Linked DNA regions of Sus scrofa: region 2 is linked to region 1. A link is a contact called in public Hi-C data. All regions are on one chromosome and are shown on one strand. The core of a region is the stretch at or near the end of the contact, and the rest is flanking DNA. Distances in the headings are between cores, read along the strand shown. Region 1 holds the start of FXN (frataxin, mitochondrial). Region 2 holds the start of TJP2 (tight junction protein 2).

Evidence for each region. A called contact is a pair of places that touch in the nucleus more often than the background predicts.
Region 2: a Hi-C map of liver shows a contact between it and region 1, with 6 times the contacts expected there. The contact joins the promoter of TJP2 here to the promoter of FXN in region 1. A contact is called at or near these places in 1 of 5 promoter capture datasets (liver) and 11 of 47 Hi-C or Micro-C datasets (alveolar macrophages, embryonic fibroblasts, epiblast stem cells and 5 more).

Annotation. Positions count from the first base shown.
Region 1 is chr1:222,409,649-222,416,552 of Sscrofa11.1, reverse strand. FXN (frataxin, mitochondrial) reads right to left here and starts at 4,068. Exons shown (of 7, transcript XM_021064638.1): 1 at 3,861-4,068. The coding sequence starts at 4,028.
Region 2 is chr1:222,471,448-222,478,351 of Sscrofa11.1, reverse strand. It overlaps TJP2 (tight junction protein 2), which reads right to left and starts at 3,702. Exons shown (of 23, transcript NM_001206404.1): 1 at 3,271-3,702.

The sequences.
Region 1 (6,904 bases), core at 2,819-5,318:
TGACCTGCTGACATCTTTCCATATGTACCTACTAAGCATCCCGGTGCCCAGGTCTGCGGAGTGGGGTCTGCGCTGATGACCGCCAGGCCTGTGGACCAGTGAGAGCCAGCAGAGCGGATGGGGAGAGGGGAGGGAGAGCCCGGCGGAGACGGCAAGGGAGTGATGGAGAGGCAGGCTGCTGGACTCCATCTTCGGAAGGCACCAAAGGGCTTTCAGAGTGGGTGGCCAGGTTCATACTCTCCCCCAGGCACTGCAGTTGCCACTAAGAGAAGGGGCAGCAGACATGGCTACTCTCTAGCCCTCAGGGCCTCGGGCAAGCTCAGAGAGGAGGCTGAGAAGTAAGCAGAGGAGGGGGAAATGGGGGAGCAGAATGCAGATGGGCTGTTTACCAACGCTGGCTCTGAGGGAGAAGTGAGAGAGCGGCCACAGCACATTCTAGAGTGTTCACCATCTGCTGGGTAGTGTTCTCAGCCTTTACAGCAAGGGACCTGTTTAGTCCTCCTAAGAATCCTCTGAAGGAAGTACTATTAGATAGAGTACCCTTTTTGCTAAAATGTACCCCCAAATCAATGCTCAGGGCACTTTCCTGGTCATTCTTGGATGTGCAGAGAGCAACAAAAAATGTGGGTCACCTCTGCCCACTTGTTTCAGCTCCCACACTGGAAACAAGGGCCCTCTCCACAGTCTGTTTGGTGGCACGTTTTTTTCACATCTTTGTGCCTTTTGTTGGTGATTTCACTGTTGAAAGTGGCCATCGAAGTGCTGAAGTGCCGCTGTTGGTGTTTCTCTGTGCGAGAGGACTGCGATGGGCCTTGGGGAAAAAACACGTGGGTTGGATAAGCTTGGTTCAGCCCTGAGTTCTAGTGCTGTTGGCTGTGAGTGCAATGTCAGGGCATCAGCAAAATATATTAACAAGGTGTCTTTAAAAAAAAAAAAAAAAAAAAGAGGCGTTCCTGTTATGGCGCAGTGGAAACAAATCTGACTAGGAACCATGAGGTTGTGGGTTCGATCCCTGGCCTCACCAAATGGGTTAAGGATCTGGCATTGCCGTGAGCTGTAGTGTGGGTCACAGACGAGGCTTAGATCCCGTGTTGCTGTGTCTGTGGCGTAGGCCAGCGGCTTCAACTCTGATTAGACCCCTTTCTTTCTTTTTTTTTTTTTTTTTTTGTCCTTTTACTTTTTTCTAGGGCCACACCCATGGCATATGGAGGTTCCCAGGCTAGGGGTCTAATTGGAGCTGTAGCTGCCAAGCCTATGCCACAGCCACAGCAACACGGGATCTGAGCCGCGTCTGCAACCTACACCACAGCTCACGGCAATGCCGGATCCTTAACCCACTGAGCAAGGCCAGGCAGGGATTGAACCCGCAACCTCGTGGTTCTTACTTGGATTTGTTAATCACTGAGCCATGACAGGAATTCCCTATTCAGCTGTTTTTATTCACATGAGGAACAGCGCCCCAGGTTCCCTGCCTCTGTCTCTTACCTCTTCTTCCTGATCTAACATTCCCTGGGTAACTGCTGAAAGTCCCAGCTTCTGCTACCTTCTCTGAAGGCCGGGATCATACAGCCTGGTTACGAGGATTCAACAAGAGGACACTGATACTCTTAACATGGGGCCTGAGGGTGTTCAATGTCTATATTTTTTTTATTTTTTGTCTTTTTAGGGCCGCATGCACGGCATATGGAGGTTCCCAGGCTAGGGGTTGAATTGGAGCTGTAGCTGCTGGCCTAAGCCACAGCCACAGCCACACGGGATCCTTAACCCACTGAGCAAGGCCAGGGATTGAACCTGTGTCTTCACGATGCTAGTCAGATTTGTTTCCTCTGAGCCACGATGGGAACTCCTTGATGTCTGTTTTGAAGCAGGTCAGCAGAAGTGTGGGGAGGGAAGAGGTCAGAAACGAAAATCCTGTCCTTGCCCCAAAGAGTAGCTGTCTTTCTCTGCCTGAGGGAGGCAGATGGAGTTCATGGGGGGAAGGCGGTATCACGAGTGCTCCCCCAAAGCCACCCAGGTCACCCGGAGCCCTTGGACCATGTGTTGGCGGTATGTCTGCCTACTCAAGTCACCAGGGTTCAGTGATGCAGTCAGCTCAGCACAGGGCTGGCTCAAGGGAGACCTTGGAGGGAATACCAGATAGTTCTAGGCCCACAGGCTTGAGCTCAGGCCCTGGAACCACATGACCCAACAAAGGCAGAATCCTGCTGAGGCCTGGCCTGATGGCCAGCAGGGAGGCCAGCCTTCCCCCACGGGTCCCCTTGGTCCCCTGGGCCTTGTCAAACCACAAGCTTGAAGTGTGAATGGGTTGTCCTCCAGTACTGGGGAAGACGTAGCAGTACAACCACTCTTTGCATCAAGTGCGTGGAACGTTTGCCAGCCCCTCGCTCAGCAATGCCAGGCTGAAGACTTCACCCCAAAGGCAGTTCTGTCCACTCACAGGAATGCCCACTGCAGCACCACTGTAAGAGCAGCCTATAGGACTCAACCGGAGCCTGGACAAGGTGGAACATACTCACCCAACCGGCATGATCCAGCAGAGAAAGCAAATAAATGGACAGCGGCATGATCCAGCAGAGAAAGCAAATAAATGGACAGCTGTGTGCATCAACAAAATCTCAAAACTGACACTTGATCACAAGGAGCAAGTCTCAGCAGAATAAACACAGCAACAAGTCTGTGTTCTGCAGAAGGGAAGTGTGGGACCTGTGTGGCTATAACCGCCTAGTTTTCCTGAGAAGAGGGGAGATCCACGATCCCAACTTTGAGTGTTGGCAACCTACCCCAGTGTTTCTTCACAGAAGGCCAAATAACACATGCCAGTGGGAGGTTTAAGCGGAAAGTCCAAGTTCCGGAGCTCCACCAACACTGTGTGTTGGATTTCACCTGCCACCTCCATCACCAAGCCCATCCGGTCACCAGCCACTTAGAGCTGATCTCTAGTCCGCTGCCCAGGCCTTTGCCCACAAGGTCTTCTCCTGAAGGCCAGCACGGCTCCCTAACATCATCAGACCCGGATTAAACATCCTCCCAGGCAGCCTTAATCCCACAGCTTTTCTTTGGGCTTCCTCCTTTCTAGTCGTGGAGTAACTGGGTCAGATATTTCTTTTGTATCCTCGGGGGAAGAAAGTGAACTGCTGAAGACTTTATATATGTTAATTAAACCTCATGCCTGCTTGGCAAAATGGGAATCTCCTCTTCATGGAAAAGGAAGCCACGCCTCAGAGTTCCCAGGATCCCCCGAAGGGTCACCCACCATGTGGAGTCGAGGAAGGAGCTAGAATTTGGAACCCAGGCCCAATCTAAAAGCCCCGCTGCTCCAGTGACTGTGCTCTGAAAGCTTGACATCTTCACGTCGCTCGATGAAAGCATTTTTGTTCATAAAAGCCCATGCCTAAAAAAATCACTCTGATAGTATACATATTTATATAATATACTATTATATTGATATATATTTTATTGAAATAGTCCTATGTACTGGGTACTAATAGTACAGATAATATACATATAGGAATATTACAGTAACTAGCACTTAATTATTACTTAAGTTCTCGCAAAGAGGTGACAAGCTTAGAGTCACCCCTGGTCCCTAAGAGCCGACCCCGTGCACCTTCCCTGCCTTTGCCCGCGCAGTTCCCGCAGCTGAATTGCAGGAAAAAACAGTCTCTTTTCCCCGGAAAGCGGAAGCCAGTACAAAAGACTCTCTGAGAAACCAAGACTAGGGGTCTCACCGCAAGGTGCCGCCGCCTCCCGCCCCCGCCCGAACGCGGCCCCAAAGGAGCGGGTGCGAGCGCGCGTTCCCGGCGTGCGCGGCCTCCTTGTTCCGGCGTGTGGCCCTGTCGGCTGCCGGCGCAGATACTCACCGACTGGTTGCGTGCGCGGGCCGCGGCGGTCCCGGTGCGCAGACCCCGGCAGCCATAAGGCTGGGGATCTTTCGTCGGCCGCGGAGCCCCGGCGCGGGCCTGGGCAGAGCCTCGGGGCCCGGAGCGGGGAAGGAAGCCGGCAGCCGCTCGGCGTCCGAGCGTCCACATGTCCCTCGCGATCTGCAGCCGCTCCGCCCTCCTGCTCGGGGGAAGGCAGGCGCCACCTGGTGGTCACGGGTCGCAGCCGCAGGCGCGAGCTCCCCTTTTCTGTGGGCTTGGGAAACGGCCAGATGTTACACTTTAGGAAGAACTTGCCAGCCTTGCACCACCTCTGCATTTAACAAAAATAGAGAGGCTGCTTTGTGCAAGGCAGAGGGCTTATCCCTTGGGCAACATAGTGAATGCAATACTAAGGTCCCCAACTCCAAGACCAGCTTAGTGACCTGCTGCTCCAGAATTTTATGCAGAAAGGATTTGGGAACTGCAGTTTTGCTGTGAACTGGACGGAATTCAGGTCTTGAAGCTGCTTGGCCGCCCGTATAAATTATAGCAGAAGAGTGCAGACAGGAAACGGATTGCTTGGTTTAAATTTGAACTCTGCCTACTTCCTACCTGTGTGACCAGTGAGGAAGTTAATTAACCTCTCTGTGCCTCATCTGTAAAATGGGGTATAAAAGTCTCTACTTCATACGGTGGTTGTAAGGATAAAATGAGTTAATCCATGTAAAGTTTTCTTGGAAAGGCCCTTAATCCTGTTAAGCCCACAATAAATATTAATATGTTAATACATTTTAAAAGAAAATTCTAGGAGCTTCCGTTATGGCTCAGCAGAAACAAACCTGACAGTATCCTTGTGGATGTGGGTTCAATCCCTGGTTTTGCTCAGTGGGTTAAGGATCTGGTGTTGCAGTGAGCTGTGATGTAGGTCAAAGACGTGGATAGGATCTGGCATTGCTGTGGCTGTGGCATAGGCAGCTACGGCTCTGATTTGATTCCTAGCCTGGGAACTTCCATATGCTGCAGGTGAGGCCCTAAAAAGACCAAAAATAAGTAAGTAAAAATAAAAGAAAATTCTACTTAGTTTGTGTATTGCAAAGGAATACAAATTATGGAAGTTCTTTTATATTTGAATATATGCTTTAGAAAATGTCAACTATGCATACTAGAGAATATCATCTTTATGGGAAAGATAGTGGATAGAGGAGATACAAAGTGTCAAATTTCTTCCAAAGCCATCTCAGTATTTTATGAACAGAGGAGATAAAACATCTGTATAAATAGGATAATGACAAGTGTTAAAGAAGAACATGAACTACTGGGTGTTGGTGTTGCACGGGAGAGCATATACAAGTAGGGGTGGGGGCAATCAAGGACGTCGTCATGGAGGAAGTGGCAGGGCCTTGAAAAAATAGGGTAGAGGAAGTGGGATTTGACTGCCTATCTGACAGGGTATTCTTTTGGATCTGAGATGTTCTCCTGTATTCAATTAATTTTAAGCAGCCATATACTGAGCACCTGTTATGTATATGCCAGGCATGGAGAAGTCATTTCTCCCCCATAAAGTATGTGGAAATATTTATGATTGTCACAGTTGGGAGTAGGGTGCATGTGTGTGCTAACGGCATCAAGTGGGTAGAGCCCAGGTATACTGTTAGACATCCTGCTATGCATAGGAAGCCCCCCGCCCCCAACACAGAGTCATCCAGACCAAAATGTCAGTGGTGCCAAGTCTGAGAAGAACCCACTGAAGCCACATGGGAAGAATCCATTGGCGGCAAAGGGAAGTGTGTTGGTTGTTGGCCTTGGCCCCAGGCCCATCCTCACATACTCAGAATGTCAAAATATACTTAGAGAGTTGCACTCTGATTAACCAGCATGCTTAGCATGTTCTGGCATGGAAAGGGCCCAGGCACCTGCTCCAGCTCCTGGCAAAGTTGATACCACTGCCCTTGCCTTTTTGGCCAAGGAAACAGGCTCAGAGGAGCAGAGCAGAGAATATTAAAGCCTCCAAGAATTTGTCCTTCTCCAGATCCTGAGAGGTTGTCAAAGAGAATTGGGCTTACCAGATAAGAGGCTAAAGCCCCATGGCTATACACAGCTGTGGAGGGACCCTGTAGGACCCAGTGCCTTTAGGAATGCAAATTCTCAGGTCTTATCCAGACTCTAGGAGTAAGGCCCAGAAATCTGTGTTTTAATGAGACCTCCAGGGAAATCTAAAGTGCCCTGAGTTTTGAGAACCTGCAGTAGGGTACATTTTGAACACAAATGTGAATTAAGCCAGTGTCACAGAGTGATCTTTTTTTGTATGTGTATGTCTGCATCTGTGGCATGTGAAATTCCCAGGCCAGGGATTGAACCCATATCATAGCAGTAACCAGAGCCACCGCAGTGACACTGCCCCATTCTTAACCTGCTGAGTCATCAGGGAACTCCATGAGGTGATCTTTCTAAAAGTCTAAACCTTCAAAGTGAATCTCACCATTAGTTCCCTTTCCCCACTCAAAGCAAGATATGTGCTTTTGGGGTTCCCATTGTGGCTCAGAGGGTTAAGAACCTTGACATAGTCTCTGTGAGGATGTGGGTTCAACCCCTGGCCTCACTCAGTGGGTTAAGCATCCAGCATTGCTGTGAGCTGTTGTGCAGGACACAGATGCGGCTTGGATCTGATGTTGCTGTGGCTGTGGCATGAGCCAGCAGCTGCAGCTCTGATTTGAACTCTAGCCTGGGAACATCCATATGCTGTGAGTGTGGCGCTAAAAGGGGAAAAAAAAAAAAATGCATGTTCTTTCCACACCCTTCCGTGTACCCTACTCCCTACCCTCCAGGTAATGAGTGCACCAGTTAGGTTTTGCTGAGTATAACAGAGAACAGGAAAATAATGTTTTAAGCAATTCAGAAGTTTATTTCTCTTTCACATCCAAAGATGTTGAGAAATTGGCATCCAGGGTTCTTGGGCAGTTCAGCCAAGTTATGAGAGATCCAGGCCCCTTCCAGCTTTCCACTCTGCCATCTGAGGTGTGGCCCTGGTCCCCATAGTCCAAAAT
Region 2 (6,904 bases), core at 2,453-4,952, 62 kb before region 1:
CACAGCCACAAAAGATCGGAGCCACATCTGCGACCTACACCACAGCTCATGGCAATACCAGATCCAATCCACTGATCGAAGCCCGGGATCGAACCCTCATCCTCATGGATACTAGTCACGTTCGTTTCTGATGAGCCTCGACAGTAACTCCAACACTTTTTCCTAAGGTTTATTTCAACTACCTTTTTTTTTTTTTTTTTTTGTCTTTTTGCCATTTCTTGGGCCGCTCCCGCGGCATATGGAGGTTCCCAGGCTTGGGGTCTAATCAGAGCTGTAGCCACTGGCCTACACCAGAGCCACAGCAACGAGGGATCCGAGCCGCGTCTGTGACTTACACCACAGCTCCACGGCAATGCCAGATCCTTAACCCACTGAGCAAGGCCAGGGATCGAACCCGCAACCTCATGGTTCCTAGTCAGATTCGTTAACCACTGCGCCACGATGGGAACTCCTATTTCAACTACTTTTAAAAATGAGTTTGAGTCAGAATTAAAAAACAAAAACAAAACCAAAAAACTAAACCCAATGTAAACAGGAAACCTAAAATAAAGCCAATTAAAAGAAGCACAGAGGTAGATCTTACCAGGCATGTGCACCTAGTTAATTAGTGCAGTCTGAGCCCTGGGTAGCTCCATCCCTTACCACCCAAACCAGAAAGGAAGCCCTCATAGGTGCTGGTTGTCTCCATTAAAATAAAGAACACGCAATCTAAGAACCTAGAGCTACAATGCCACATCCACCAGGCCAGTGATCCAGGAATTTCCAAAAGTTTATTCATATCCTGCAAACGTCCTTTTATATTTTTTTCTTTTTCTTAGGGCCGCACCCACAGCATACGGAGGTTCCCAGTCTAGGAGTCCAATCAGAGCTATAGCCGATGGCCTATGCCACAGCCACAGCAACACTGGATCTGAGCTGCATCTGTGACCTACACCACAGCTGGTAGCAACGTTAGATCCTTCACCCACTGAGTGAGGCCAGGGATCAAACCCGAGTCCTCAAGGATGCCAGTCGGGTTCGCTAACCACTGAACCACAACAGGAACTCTATAGGCATCCTTTTACTTTTACTTTACGTTCCTATTCAACCTTTTCTATACCTTACAGAAAATGTCATTAACAATATCCTGAAGCTCAGGGGCTGGGAAGAGAGGGGAGTAGGGTATTTTTTAATGGGTACAGGATTTCTGTTTGGGACAGTGAAGAAGGTCTGGAAAAGGATAGTGGTAATTGATGGTTGCACAGGTACTTAAAGCCACTGAATTGGACACTTCAAAATGATTAAAAACGGCAAACTTTAGTCTGTGTATATTTTATCACAGTAATAATTTTAAAAGTACCTAGAAACAAAAAGCTAGTGTGCTAATCAGAGGCCCAAATCTTGCTTAAGGAGCCACCTTGGGATAGAGGGGTGGTGACCCACAAAGCTGTAGTGTTTGTTTGCAAAAGGAAGATTCAAACGTGGGACTGGATGGAAATGTAGGGAAACATACTGTCAATCACTTCTTTTTTTTTTTTAATGATTTTCCCACTATAGCTGGTTTACAGTGTTCTGTCAATTTTCTACTGCACAGCAAAGTGACCCAGTTACACACACACACACACATTCTTTTTCTCACATTATCCTCCATCCTGCTCCATCATAAGATATAACCAGATAAAGTTCCCAGTGCTATGCAGCAAGATCTCATTGCTTATCCATTCCAAAGGCAATAGTTTGCATCTATTAAACCCAGATTGCCAGTCCATCCCACTCCCCCCAACCCCCGCAACCATAAGTCTGTTTTCCAAGTCGTGAGTTTCTTTTCTGTGGAAAGGTTCATTTGTGTCAATCACCTCTTTCAACAGAACAACAAAACTTCACCCCAACCTGCCTTAGGCCCATGTTTCCCAAACGTTAATATGCAAAGGATCCCCTGGCGATCTTGATTCAGCAGATCTGGGCGGGCCCTGAGGTCCTGAATTTTTAACAGGCCCCCAGGTGATGCCGCTGTTGCTGTTCCTTGGACCTCACTCAAAGCCACAAGGCCCCAGAGCGCTTAAAAGGAAAGACTGTCGCCCTCTGAACCTAACCCTCTAAAACCACGGTCCCCTAGCCCGGAAACACAAAGGGTTGATCATATCTTTCAGGCGCAATGGCTAAGCACTTAACTTAGCTACCAACCACCTTTTGTAAAAAATGCGTTGAGAAACTTGGATAGAAGGCCTGACAGAATGGGACCTCCCGAGAGTTTCCACCCACCTTCCGGACTAAGAAGCGGCCACAGCCGATAAGGATAGCTGACGGAGCGGCAGTTTCGCAGAAAGCCCTGAAGCGGACTTCAAAACAGTCTTGAAAATACCCTTCTCAAGTTTGAAGAATGCCTGGAATTCAGTGGCCTTTATCCAAATAAAGATGTCCAACTCAGTTTTAACCGAGTTCCCTATAGAAGAACTTTGCAATGCAGTTCTTGAAGACTGACAACGCCCAGCACGTAGACAAGCCCGGCCCCTCCCTTACAAATGTGTCAGAAAGTGAAGGGAGAGAAAAAAAAAAAAAAAAATTCTCCAAAACTCTGCTGCTCTGGGCGCGCGGATTCCGCTCCCGGCCTGAGCTGGCCGCACCTCCCCGGCCTCACAGTCATACCGCTCAGGTGTGCGGAGTTTTCAGGCTCCGCAGCTGTCTCCACCCGCAGCCCAGGCAGCCATCACCTGCTCTCAGCTAACCAGCAGCCCCCACCCTGCCCCCTTCGCACGCATAAATCCAAGACCCCAGCTCCCGCTTCCTTCAGATACTGCAAACGCTGACTGCACCAACAGAAACTCAGAGGCCCTTTTAATCTGGTTAAAGAGAAGCTCAACAGAAAGTGAAACAGTTCCCACCCCTTCGGGGACAAGGCGCCAGGCCAGGTAGGAAAAAGAAGGTGGCTCCCAGGCACCTGTTGCTGCCCCAGTTGCGCGCTCCAACCCACTTCTAGACGATTCCCCCAAGAGAAACCCTGTGACGCGCTGTCATCCCCCCGCCGGGGGAGGGGGAGAGGGGGAGGGGGAGGCAAAGGTCAGTTAAGAATCACCAGAAAGGAAAAAAATCAATTCCCAATAAAGTACACCTCAACTCCACAGGGACATGAGGTGATACCGACTCAATTCACTCGCACTGCCCCCTACCTCCGCCCCCACGACGGAGCCAGGGCGCAAGCGCTCCTCCACACCCTGCAAAACCCTCCCTCTCCAAAGTCAGGACCTGGGGAAGGTATCCGCGAGCCGTGAGCCTAGGCAGAAGGGTACTTGCCTGGAAGCGGGTAGTGGCTGCAGTTGGCGGAGTCCGGCGCTGGGCGAGGGTGGCTCTGCCAGGCGCTTGGGCGCCTCCGACGCGGCGCCGGCTGCTGGGCCGGTGTCCCCTGCGCTTTCCTCGCGCGTTGCCGGAGGCGCCTCGCCCGGCCAGAGTGCTGGAGGCGGCCCCGGGAATGGGCGGGCGCGAGTGGCCTCGGCTGCTGCTCCTGTGTATTATTGTGACTCAAACTATTTCCTGTTTGGAGATTTGGGAGAAAGGAAAAAAAATTCAGAGTGGGGGGATCGGGGCGGCACCGATCCAGAGAGCGGCGGTCCGGAGGGGACGAGGGTGGGCAGCGTCTTGTTACCTGCTTCCTTCAAGCCCCGGAGAGTGCCAAGAGCGCGAGCCAGGGGAGAGAAACTCCGTTTGTTGTAGCGCTACTTTGTGGGATCGGGAAGGACGGAAAGGGGCTCACACTCGCCACCCAGCGGTGGGGCAGGGACTGCGGCCACAGGGACAGTCTGGTTACTCCAGCCCGGACGCCCACTCCCTGGCCTCTTCCTTTCTCTGCAAAACTGCCACTGGGCTTTCTTTCCGCCGAAGGGCAATTGGAATTCGCTGTGCTCCTTTCTTTATTCGTAACCAGGTCGAATTTTCGATCCTCTCCAGGGAGGTGGGCAAGGAAGGGGTCAGCCTAGCAACCCTTTCAAAGACCACAGGAGGTTGGGGACCATTGTGGGTGGGTGTTTGATTGGTGGTGTTGGAGGTCTTTGTTTTTGTTGTGGGGGATGGAAAAGCAGGTTAATTATTTTGGTGGAAAGTTGACTTTTATGATCAGCTTCCGTTCCCCTCCTCCACCGACCTCACCCTTAGCCAGAATCACAGGGTCTGAGGCCCCAATCCGGAAATACCGGTTCCTCCCGCTGGGACAATAGGTGAGGGCGGGAGTGTTAACCCGAGAGCCAGTTTAGTCACCACGGAATCCCTGCTCAGCTGGGAAGGCAGAATCATCTTAGTGCCTAGGCCTGCAACTGACAAGCAGGTGCTCCTTCCTATTTAGCCTTATTAAAAAGCCTGGGAGTTCCCTTTTGGCGCAGCAGGTTAAGGACCCCTCGCGTTGTCACTGCAGCGGCCTGGGATCTCTGCTGTGGCGCAGGTTCCATTACTGGCACATGCCCTGGGCGTGGCTCCCTCCACCAAAAAAAAAAAAAGAAAAGAAAAGAAAAGAAAGAAAGAAATCCTGGAAGGTTGTGGAGACATTGTTTAATGGATGCAGAGTTTCCGTTTAGAATGTGGAGATGGATAGTGGTGTTGGTGGCACAACAATGTGAATGTACTAAATGCCACTGAATTGTGTGCTTAGAAATGTTTAAAATGGTCAATTTTATGTTATGTGGATTTTACCACCAAAAATATACATTAATTTCCTGGGAAGGTCATGCCCTCATTCATTCAAGACAGCTTTGCTTATGACTGCCAAGTCCTCCTCCCCTCCTCCCTACACAAACTTTTGCCAGAAGTAATGGTATGAATTAAAACTCAAGTTCATTTGGTTTAGATTTCTGGGAATACCTATCAACAAGTTATTCCAAGAAGTGAGTAGACTGAACCTAGAAGACAGTACAGTTTTTAAAAAGATGAACTGTAGATTGTCAGAAACATAGTGCTGACGAGATGAATAAAGGTGTATATAGTGCCTTATTATTTATCTAAGAAAGCAAGAACACATACATTTGCTTATGGATTTTTTAAGTGGAAAGATAAATTATTAAATCAAATAGTTACCTTTTTGGGAGAGATGAAACAAGTATAAGGAAAGAATAAGGATAGAAGCTAGACTTCTCTGTATCTTGTTTTGTAGATTTGACTTTGGAATAACGTAAGTTTTACAGAATTATGAAAAATCAAAAATTTAAAAACCAAAACGCAACAAATGAATGTAGGTATCAAGTTGGTGGCTTAACCAGGTAAAGGGAAATCATGTCGGGTGACTTTATTATTATTATTATTATTGTTTTTTGGTTTTTTTTGTCTTTTTAGGGCCGCACCCACAACATATGGAGGTTCCCAGGCTAGGGGTTGAATTGGAGCTATAGCCGCTGGCTTACACCACAGCCAGAGCAATACCAGATCCGAGCCTCATCTGCAGCTGACACCACAGCTCACAGCAACACCCGATCCTTAACCCACTGAGCGAGGCTAGGGATTGAACCCACAACCTCATGGTTCCTAGTCAGATTCCTTTCCACTGCACCACGACAGGAACTCCCCTGTCAGGTGACTTTAAAACACAATTTTTTTTTTTTTTTTTTTTTTTTTTTTTTTTTTTTTTTGCTATTTTAGGGCTGCACCTGCAGCATATGGAAGTTCCCAGGCTAGGGGTCAAGTCAAAGCAGCAGCTGCTGACCTCAAATCCTCATGAATCCTGGTGTGGTTTGTTAATGGCTGAGCCACAAAGGGAACTCCCTAAAACACAGTTATTTAATGCTACATCCCTTAGAAATATACCCTAGGATGAAGAGAATGTTAAATAATAAATAAATAAACTGCTTTTCAGTAATCACTTACCAATGTTAGTGGTAATTTCTGTTAATACTCTTAAGAATTTAAAAAAAAAAAAGAAAGAAAGGAAAAATTAAGAGTTCTCGTTGCCACTGCGAAAAATAAGAGAAATTACTGGCACAGTGTAAACGAATCCGACTAGGAACCATGGGGTTGTGGGTTCGATCCCTGACCTTGCTCAGTGGGTTAAGGATCCGGTGTTGCCATGAGCTACAGTCTAGGTCGCAGACTCGGCTCAGATCCTGTGCCACTGTGGCTGTGCTGTAGGCTGGCGGCAACAGCTCCAATTAGACCCCTAACCTGGGGACCTCCATATGCCAGGGATAAGGCCCTAAAAAGACACACACACAAAAATACTCTTAAGAATTGACATTTTTCAGTATAAAAGAGCTAACTATAAAATTAAAGTTAGGAGTTCCTGTCGTGGTGCAGCGGAAACGAATCCGAGTAGGAACCATGAGATTGCAAGATAGATCCCTGGCCTTGCTCAGTGGGTTAAGGAGACAGTGTTGCTGTGAGCTGTGCTGTAGGTCGCAGACGCAGCTCGAATCTGGTGTTGCTGTGGCTGGCCAGCAGCTACAGCTCCGATTCGACCCCTAGCTCGGCAGTTTAATCTAGTGTATGGAATCGGTGTTGCTACTGCATGTGTTTGGGTGGCATATTTGCTATACACACACACACAAATAAAACACCGATTCAGTTTCTTCCTGTACCTGAAATGAAATGTACATTTCAGAGAAGACTTGGATTTTGGATTTTCTTTGAATGTACTCAGGTGAGAAGAAAAGGACTCTGGCTGGCACAGCTGGTCACTGACATTATCTTTGTTTTTCCCACCCACTCTTTTCATTCTGGGTTTGAGTTGTAGGTATGCCTTTGTGCTTGCCTCTAATCAGCAAAACTGCATTTTCAGTAACCAATAAATATTTCCACCCTGAAGAGTAAACATTGCAAAATCTACCCTTAGAAATAACAAGGGACACGTCCAAAGGCTATAGGGGCCATACTCTGAAAAGTGGGACAAGAACGCTGGGTTCTGATTTGGAGCTCAGCAGAAGTTCCCTTTCTGCCACTGGCACCAAATGAGTCC